Regions from separate parts of the Gossypium raimondii genome. Here region 2 is linked to region 1. A link is a contact called in public Hi-C data. All regions are on one chromosome and are shown on one strand. The core of a region is the stretch at or near the end of the contact, and the rest is flanking DNA. Distances in the headings are between cores, read along the strand shown.

Region 1 (4,737 bases), core at 802-3,301:
ATCAGTTATTTTCTCTCTACATAATTTCAATTACAAAGTGATTCTAAACATAGTTGAGTTATATTCACACACAAATTTAAAATCTTGTAATCTCAAATGCAGCCAATCATGGCGAGCTTTAGAAAGTATTATGGGTTTTTTGCGGTCATATATTTCTTTTAGACTATTCCAAAGGACAAATGGATATTTAACAGTCAAATATTCAGTCTTTAGTCCCCCATGGAGGTGATGGCAAAGAAATATCATGGCTTGGACATTATCTTAACTAGATGCTTCATTTCCTTTATTAATAGTTTCACCAAAGCTGTTTGCATTTAAGTGTATTTTAGCATCTAACATCCAAGATAAATAGTTCTTTCCAATAATATCAAAAGCCACAAATTCAAGTTTTGCAAGGTTCAACATTGATGATACAACTACAATGCAAATTTAATATAAACATAAGTAGTCTCTTAACAAACTTTCAAGCATAACATAACAATACTCCGACGATTACAATAATTTAGTCACAAAATAAATTACAAGTAATTTGGCTATGTTAGAAGTTTTAACAAATTACTGGGTTAGTGGAAGTTTTGACGATGCAAACATACCTTGATCCAAACTAATGAAGATCGCAAGACTCTTAGATTAATTTAAGCGTGCATGTTTGATAACGTATTATAAAACAAGAATAATAGATAAAAGATATATATGAGAATAGGGGGATTTCTATTGCATTCTATTATTTTTCATCATCATCACAACTAGTATATTCCTATATATATAGGGAGAGATTAGACTCCTCATTTTTCTAATACATAAATAGGAAATGGGTTTTAAGGAGATGAAATGTGAAGAGTTAAGGAATATGAAAGGTGAAAAGTTGATTATAGTGAACATCCACTTAATAGCATTCATAACAAAAACAAGATTTTTTAACTTTAAATTTAATTAATGAATTGGCATTGATTCAAAACCATATAAATGCAAAAATATTTTTGTTTTCAATAGTTTTAAAATATTATCTCTTACCCTAGTTCAAATCCATATAAATCTAGGAAATTTTATTTATCATATTTCTATAATGGAAAACATGTGCAAAATGTAATTTTATATTTCCATTATTGAAAACAATTTTTCTATTATAAAATTTATTTTCAAATTTTTAAAAACATAAAATGAAAACCATTTTTAAAACATGAAAATAAAAGTTCTTTTTTCTTTTTATTTTAAAAATAATTTTTATTTTCTATTTTAAAATTAAAAACATATTTTGTAAATAAAATATTTGTTTTCAGTAATGAAAACTTGTTTGGTACTTATTTTCCTATAATAGAAATTGAGAAAGGAAATGAAATAATCCCACACTGATATGAATTTGAGCCAAGGTAACAAGTTTGATATTTAATACTATTGAATTTTTTTAATGTTTATATAGGTTTAAAACTAGACTCAATTCATTTAAACTTTTCAGTTTTACATAAAATAAAGATTAAAAGTATCAAATAGTTTCATTTTCATTTCCCAAAATTTATTTTTAAAATTTTCAAACAAATAAAATTTTCAATGTTTCCTATTTTTCAAGAAAAAAACAAAACAACTGTTATTTACTAAAATCAAACGGAACTAAAAGTTTCACTAAAATTTTCAAAGGTGAAGCCAGCAAGTTTAAACAGAATTCACTCCAATATATTTACTAAAATATCTCTCTTTTAATGTTACTATTTTACATATTTTTAACTTTTAATCTCTTAATTTTAAAAGAATTTCTACATATATTTTACTTTTATAAACACATTTTTTATATATTTGATTAGAAAATCTTAAATTTAAAAAATATTATAACAATATAAATAAAACATTAAGAAACATTTTAACCATGTAAGGGTTGGATGAACAAGGACAAGTTAGAGTTGAAAGCTAATGTATTCAACGGATTCAAGTATATTTAAATGAAATGAAATTCGAGCTGATGAATCCAAGCGAATTGGATCATGATGAGGTCTACATGAGTTAGTTCAGAAGCAGAAGACTTGAGAGGCCTGGAAGAAACTGTTTGTATAAGGGGTTAAGCCCATTGGCCTAGGCCCACATTAAGGGCTAGGCCCAATTTTCTAAATTCTTTAAATCTCCACCTCTAAATACTATACTAACAAAAATGCTTTGCTTTAATACAAGGTTTTGGACATTGAATTTTATGTTATGTTTGAATTTATTTTAATTAATTAATTAGAGTTGAGTTAATTATTTAATCTAAGTTTTTATAATAATTAATTTATTGACATTATTATAACTTAAAAATAATTTTTTATTTTTAAACTTTAATTCTTAACGCTCCTTGAAAATGAAATTTTAATTTAATATGAATTCTAATTTGAAACAAATATATAGATGAAATTTTAATTTTTGTCTGAGCAAATTAATTAACTGTAATTTTGAGAACAAAAATTAATGACAACCTAAACCATCAATATAGTTGGTTATGCATCAGTTTTTGCTATATCATTTGGTGTACATTGTTTTAATTGAAAATCGAAACAATCAATTCTCTTTTCCACAGCAGTAAAAATTTTAATTTGTATCGACTTTATCAATTTATTCTATCTAATTATGATCACATCGATCGAAACATTGTGTACCAAATGATATATGAATAATATCAAAAATAATATAAAAATATATTTATCATTTATACTACTAATAATAAAAGCTTTAATTTTAACCATTAAAGTTTACTGACTTTAACTTTTAAACAACATAAAAAATAAGTAAACAACTTGTAGGCCATTTTACCAAAAAAAAACCCTTTTTTTCAAAATTTACCGAAATGGGCCACATTTTTAATTATTTACAGGAATGGGCCATTTCCGCGAAATCGCTGCCACGTCAGCGCGATGTCAGGGTACGCGCCAGGAAATCGCATCCACGTCAGCGCGATTTGCTGACGTGGACACAAATAGCGCCCTCTAGGACGCGATTTGCTGACGTGGCATGAACAATTTATGTTTTTTAGCTTGGAAAACTTTGAAAGGCCATAACTTTTCGCTCGGTTGTCCGATTGAGACAATTTTTTTTATTTCGAAAACTTTTTGAGATATACGCGCTGACAAACTGCTTAGAGATGAATAGGGACTAATTTGTAAAGTATAATTTGTTAGTTACGAGTATAGGGACTAAAGTGTAATTTTTCAAAATTAGCATGAAATTTTGTATTTAAGAATATTTGAATGTTATGGAAGGATGAAATTGAATTTTAATTGAAAAACGAAGCTTAGATTTGAAAATATGACTATTTAGGTTTTAGGGACTAAATTGAATAAAATGGAAAATTTTAGGAACTTCTCAAAAGTGGAATGAGTGACTTATACCTATAACAGGATGATATAAGACAATTCAGTAAAAAAGATCCGTGTTTACTTCAAATAAGTAAGGAAAATAATGATTTGAATGTTTCAAAATTCAATTTTAAACCGAAAAAATCAAAATTTAAGGGCAAAAAAGGATCTTTTTTGACAAAAACTGTGGCAAACTGCCTTCGGCAATTTGCCAGTGCGTAGATCTCGAAAAGTTATTCGAAATAAAAAAATCGTCTCAATCGGACAACCGAGCGAAAAGATATGGCCTTTCAAAGTTTTCCAAGCTTAAAAACATAAATTGTTCATCCACGTCAGCAAATCGCGTCCTCGTAGGCGCGATTTGTGTCCACGTAAGCAAATCGCGCTGACGTGGACGCGATGTCCTGGTGCGTACCCTGACATCGCGCTGACGTGGACGCGATTTCGTGGAAAATGTCCCATTCCGGTAAATAATCAAAAAATCGGCCCATTTCGGTAAATTTTAAAAAAAAGGGCTTTTTTGGTCATTTGCCCCAACTTGTATATAGGGAAAAAGAAAAGAAATGAAATGAAAATTTTCTAAAAGCTTCACTTCAACTTTATATTTAGTATAGGATGATTTTATTGTGAAAAATTTTATTGTTTAATGTTTTTTTTTTGAATTGTTAAATAATTGATTTTTATTTGTGAAATTTAGTAATGAATATTTTATTTTCATTCATTTGAAATCTATAAATATATATTTTAAAATGTTAATAAATCAAAAACGATACATCACAACATACCTATATCCATTTATATCAATTCCAATTCTAATAGAAAAATAAATGTGCCATATATTGGCTATCTTGATAACATCTTATTTTACATATTTGGAACAGGATTGTCAATCGTTCAGATAGATCAAGAGTAGTCTTATAATTCAATTGATATTATTGTTGTTACAACAATGTAAAGGATGTAGGTTTCAATACACGTGTAATATACTCCAATTTAAAATTTTAGAAATTGTGGAGGTTATATGTAATTTAGGAGTCATAAGAAAAAAGTTAAGCATTGTCAACCGTCGGATCTTTTCCAAGTCTTTTCTTTATCATTGATTGGAATTATTGGGACCCACATGTTTCCTAATCAGTAGGCAACTGTTAATTTATAATAATTTAGCTTAATTATCAAAATTGTTTAGACACGTTAATAAAAAACATTTTAAAATTTAAAAATAAAAAAAAGTAGAAAAAAGGTTTCTTTACGCATATAATACATAATTAATATTTAAATACCTAAATGGTATGCCAATCATTATTTATCAAAATGGTATGTTTTGAACGGTGTTGGGGGTGGAGGGAGATAGGGTGGTGGCACCACCAATTTTTTCTATTGCAAACATGGAAGCATCATTAGCATATGATTTGTGTCTTAA
Region 2 (4,737 bases), core at 1,165-3,664, 230 kb before region 1:
CGATATTTGATCTAAATCACATCAGTTTAACTCAAGCAATCATCAATACTCACCTCTAACTCCATATAATGTATAATGATATAAATATGCAACAATTAAAAGGTTCCCGAATTATAGAATTATAAACCAGAAATTTCGAGCTATTCGTCGACGACTTTAGCTTTTCCTTTCCCTCTCGAAGAATCCGGGTCGACATTAGCTATGGATTAACATAAAGATACAACATCATTAATATTAGACCAAATTCACAATCAATTGTCATTTTATTCAAACTTTACAATTTTTCAATTTAATCCCTAAAATCGAGATTGACATAACTTCCAAACTAAAACTCTAATTTAAAATTTGATTTCATTATATTCCATTAGGGGCCTCACATTTCCTATTTTTACATTCAATTCTACATTCAATTTTACATTTTATTCAATTTAGTCTGCAATGTACGAAACTATCAATTAAGCTTTACATTTTAGTCATTTTTCACATATAAGCTTCAAATCTATCATTTTAACACCTAAACCCTTAAGAAATAAAAGTTGTTCTCTTTGGGCCATCACAGGTCTCAATAAGGTTTTGTCACCCATAGATGCATTTTGAGAAATTCGATCTCATGCCATAACACATATGAATGCACTCTTATTTGGTCAATGATTGTAGCCCTGAAGGCTAGCATGCAACTTAAGGAGATGAATAATAGAAATATATCAATGTTTGCAGAATCCACGCATTTTGCACAAAGACAAAATACATTAAAAGCAAAAAAAAAGCATCACTGCATCCATAAATGTGAAAAACAGGAGCGATGTGTCTCTTGAGTCTTGAGTATGAGGTCTAAACTCTTACAAGAGTGCAACAAGACAACCATACCTACTGCAAGGTCATAAAAGAGCTTATAACACAAGGATTCATTCAGTATGACTGACGGTATAAAGGCCCATGTTGTTAACTTTCTCGAGATAGAGTTCTACACTTTCTCTGAGAGTTGAAACATTAAATGCAGACATGGTGGGCAAAAGAGTCAACAAAGGACAACGTATCGGTCATCCTGAGGCGAAGCCCCCCAAGATTCGCTGGACAACTCTCCTTTTCTATGGTCGAACCTGACAAGTTGTTTCCTAGTTGGAAGGCACCCCAAATAGAACAAAGCGGAAACAAATAGAAAATATACATTGTTTCTAGGGATCAAACCTGGGTCTCCCGAATGACAGGCAAGAATACTTATCACTATACTACAACTTTATTGAAATCTTATCACGTCAGTATGACAATGCTTTTAAAAAGACATAATGATTTTTTTAATCTTCTAACTTAATAAAAATCAATTTAATTTTTCCTTTAAATTAAAGAGTCAACTTTAGAAATGCATATGCATATTCACATGATAATAAAGTTCTTCAAATCACAATAGAAGTAAATGTTAAAATATTCATATTAGTATTAGATCGTTACTTACTCTCTAATCAAGTTAACACACTCGGAACAGGAACAAAACAGTCAACGTACGGAACCAGCAGCAGCGCAGAAACCATCCGTTGTTGAAGCTTAGAAACGACCTCCCTGGCTCCTTCCCTTATCTCTGCTCTTAATGTTGAACCAGCGCGTGATAGAGAATTTTAGAATTTTTGCTCGATTTTATTAAGAACCATGTACATTTTAAGCTTTCTTTACTTGTTGAAGTCTAGTAGTCGTTCAAATAAAAAGAACAAAACATAGAGACAAATTTTAAACTAACGGTTTTCGGGTTGATAAACAGGGATTATAAATCCATCACTTATTTAAATTAGGTTGATGATAGAACAAGCATCGAGAAAACCAAACTGAAAAAAATAACCAAGGAAAGCCAGAAATCTTTCCAACGTTGTCATTTGCTGATCAATGACCCTGCACTTTAGAGTTATTATCTACAAAAGAGGTCAATGCGATACACAACAATCATTCATTATACGAGGAAAAAACAACTCTATATAATAAATATATTTATAAAATACTTATTCAACGATTGAATTAAAGATATTATGATTAAGAGACTTACGAATAAAATTTCATTATCCTTTGGTTATTCCAACCTTTCTATTTATAGCTATTTTATTTATATATTTCATATAAAAATAATGAAAGACATAGTATCATAATAAAATTCCTTATTTCTAAAAAAGGTATATTAATTACTTAAAAGATAATTTTAATAATTTTCCTAATTGAATCAGTCACAAATTAAATAATAGTTTCTTTGATAAATCGATGTTGAATTAATTCATGACACCAAATTCAAAAATTACTATAATACAAATATGCAATTTATGTGAAAGAATTTCTAATTATAGAAATAATTTTAAAATCTAAAAGTAGCCCACAGGCCCGCAACTTTCGGTAAGTTTACACTGACGACATGGAGAAGTCAAGGAAACAACAATAAAAAGTAAGGGATAGAGCGAATTTTTGAACCCACTGCTTGAAACGCAACCCTAGAATCAGTTTCCCAGAGTACAACATCCTATCAACATCACTATGAACCGTATCGCCCATGTAACGAAAGTGGCCCACAAAAATAAAATGGTAACAAATAACATGTTTTACATACTGGTATTATAATAATTTATCATAACATTAAGATAAAATATAAAATTAAAAACAAAAAAATAAGTATTAAATTAAATTTTAAATTAGAAAAAAGGGAAATTTTTTAATAAAAAAATAGAATTTGCTTAAAATTAATAAAAATTTTCCTTTCCTTTGCTACAAAGTAGTCGAGTGGTTAAAAGGAACAATTTAAATTAATTCATGTTAGCAATCAAAAGATGTTGACTAAGATAAAATTGATCAAATTTAAATTAATTTATATTAGCTCATTTACTAAAACAATTTGCGAGAATAATACTCCGGCGTTTTGCTGTTTTCTTTAATGGAATTATATCATCGTTATCCTCCAATTAGCCACTAACACGAGATTGCTGAAAAAACCTGCCCGTGCACAAATCAAGTAAAAAGATCTCTTATTATGGCTGAATTAGGGTTAGGTTAGTTAGTCAAAATATAAAATTATTTAGGAAAAAAACCTATTTAATTTTAAAATATAAAATATTGATACAACTTTCAAAATTTTTGACATTATTTTCAATGATAAAACGGGTTTTCAAATGGGTCAAAACCCAAACCACAAACATCTAGATTAGATACGAGGGTAAAAAAATCATTTCCCCCAAAGCCAACTTTTAAACAATGAAAGCTCATTATTCTTGTGTTCTTTTCTTTTCTCTATTAGGTTACCAAATCACGATTAATTACAAAAGCTGAAATCTTTTACTCATTTAACAAATAAGATTGTGACGAAAAACCGCCTCAAGAAATTATGCCGATAACTAGATAAAGCATTAGTAATATTTAATAAAAGTGTAAAACTAAGAAAAATTAGTTAGTTGGCCAGGTAGATTTGTTAAAAAGACTAATCTACCACCAAGCCCAATATTTGAAAATCTTTTAACAAAAATGTCGTCCTGAAAAATGACAAACCTTGACTGCATTCAAGTCTCAACCCGACCCAATTTTCAATTATTTAATATATTATTTTTATTTAGCATATGTAATTTAGAGCATGAAAATATTCAATCAATATTCAATATTATAATGTAAATCTTAAAATGTAAACTATATTGAAAATATAATTATCAAAGACTAAAATAAAAGTTTTTTAACTTTAAAAAAAATAAAATTACTATTTGCAGATACGAGTGAATTTAAATGGATTTGAAATTCACATTTTGGGTCGGGTTGTATTAGGAGAAATAAATAGACTTGAGTCAAGCCACGAACACCTCACCTTTTATATTCCTTCTTGGAAAAGGAAACATACCTTTACCAGCTTCATCATTTTCTGAATAGCAAACGAACCTAAAATTTAACTTACGCAATGGCTCCTCTGATCAAAACTTTACTATTTCTTGCCTCCACCGCAAAAGCTACAAATTGAAACATGGTTAGAAGAAAGATGCTTAGAAAAAATTAATAATAATAATCCATGAAGCTACTGTCCAAAAGCCGACCACTCAACTATATCTGTGTCAACAAAAACAACAGAGAATCAAAATTAGATACCGAACATCCCCTATGTTCAGTCGGTGCAATCTTGAACCGTTACTCTATCCAGATAAAAGAAAAGCAATATAATGGAACAAGTAGTAAACCAAGTCAATACATTTACCTCACTGGAAAGGAAACTAGTACCATATTTACCCAACTACTTCCTGATATGTAACTTCATATACACATTTACCTCAAACATCAGACTTGTTGCTTGTTTTAGTACACCTTTTTCTTTTATGATAGTGACACTTCTCTTGATTATCTTCATCTGACCTGCCGCTACTCATCTGCCACCTATCATGAATCAATTCATCACGAGCTGGTTTTGCTTTATGCTTAGAATGCCTGGAACTTCGGCTAGAATCTTTCTCTCGTTTCTTTTTCTGGTCAGTGGAATGATATGGTGGTTCCGAGCTGGATTCAGAATGATTGTAGTGTTTCTGAGCATCATGCTTAACTGTTTTTCTTTTAGAATCTCTCTCTCTATTCGTTGGGTAGTAGGTCCAAGTAGAATCACTGTAACAGTGATCTCTTCGATCATTGCGCTTTTTGGAGCTCCTATGACCATGCTTATTATGCCTCTCCCAAGACTGACAGCTGGAGATACTGGGTATATCATCATCTTTTGATCTTGATCTCCCTGAGTGATGATAGGGC

Evidence for each region. Hi-C and Micro-C count contacts between places; a contact is called where the count stands out from the background.
Region 2: a contact with region 1 is called in a Hi-C map of leaf, with 2.8 times the contacts expected there. The contact joins two enhancer-like sites. A contact is called at or near these places in 2 of 2 Hi-C or Micro-C datasets (both in leaf).

What each region holds. Positions count from the first base shown.
Region 1 is chr6:16,246,000-16,250,736 of ASM2569854v1, reverse strand. No RefSeq gene overlaps it. Among protein-coding and RNA genes, the nearest start is that of LOC105773753, 25 kb to the left of the region's middle. Within about 2 kb of position 2,051, the one cell type or tissue checked has open chromatin away from gene starts, as enhancers often do. A contact at or near this core is called in leaf, where this site is marked.
Region 2 is chr6:16,480,143-16,484,879 of ASM2569854v1, reverse strand. It overlaps LOC105773369 (E3 ubiquitin ligase PQT3-like), which reads right to left. Exons shown (of 15, transcript XM_052632284.1): 15 at 750-4,737. The coding sequence ends at 4,272. Among protein-coding and RNA genes, the nearest start is that of LOC105773369, 7.2 kb to the right of the region's middle. Within about 2 kb of position 2,414, the one cell type or tissue checked has open chromatin away from gene starts, as enhancers often do. A contact at or near this core is called in leaf, where this site is marked.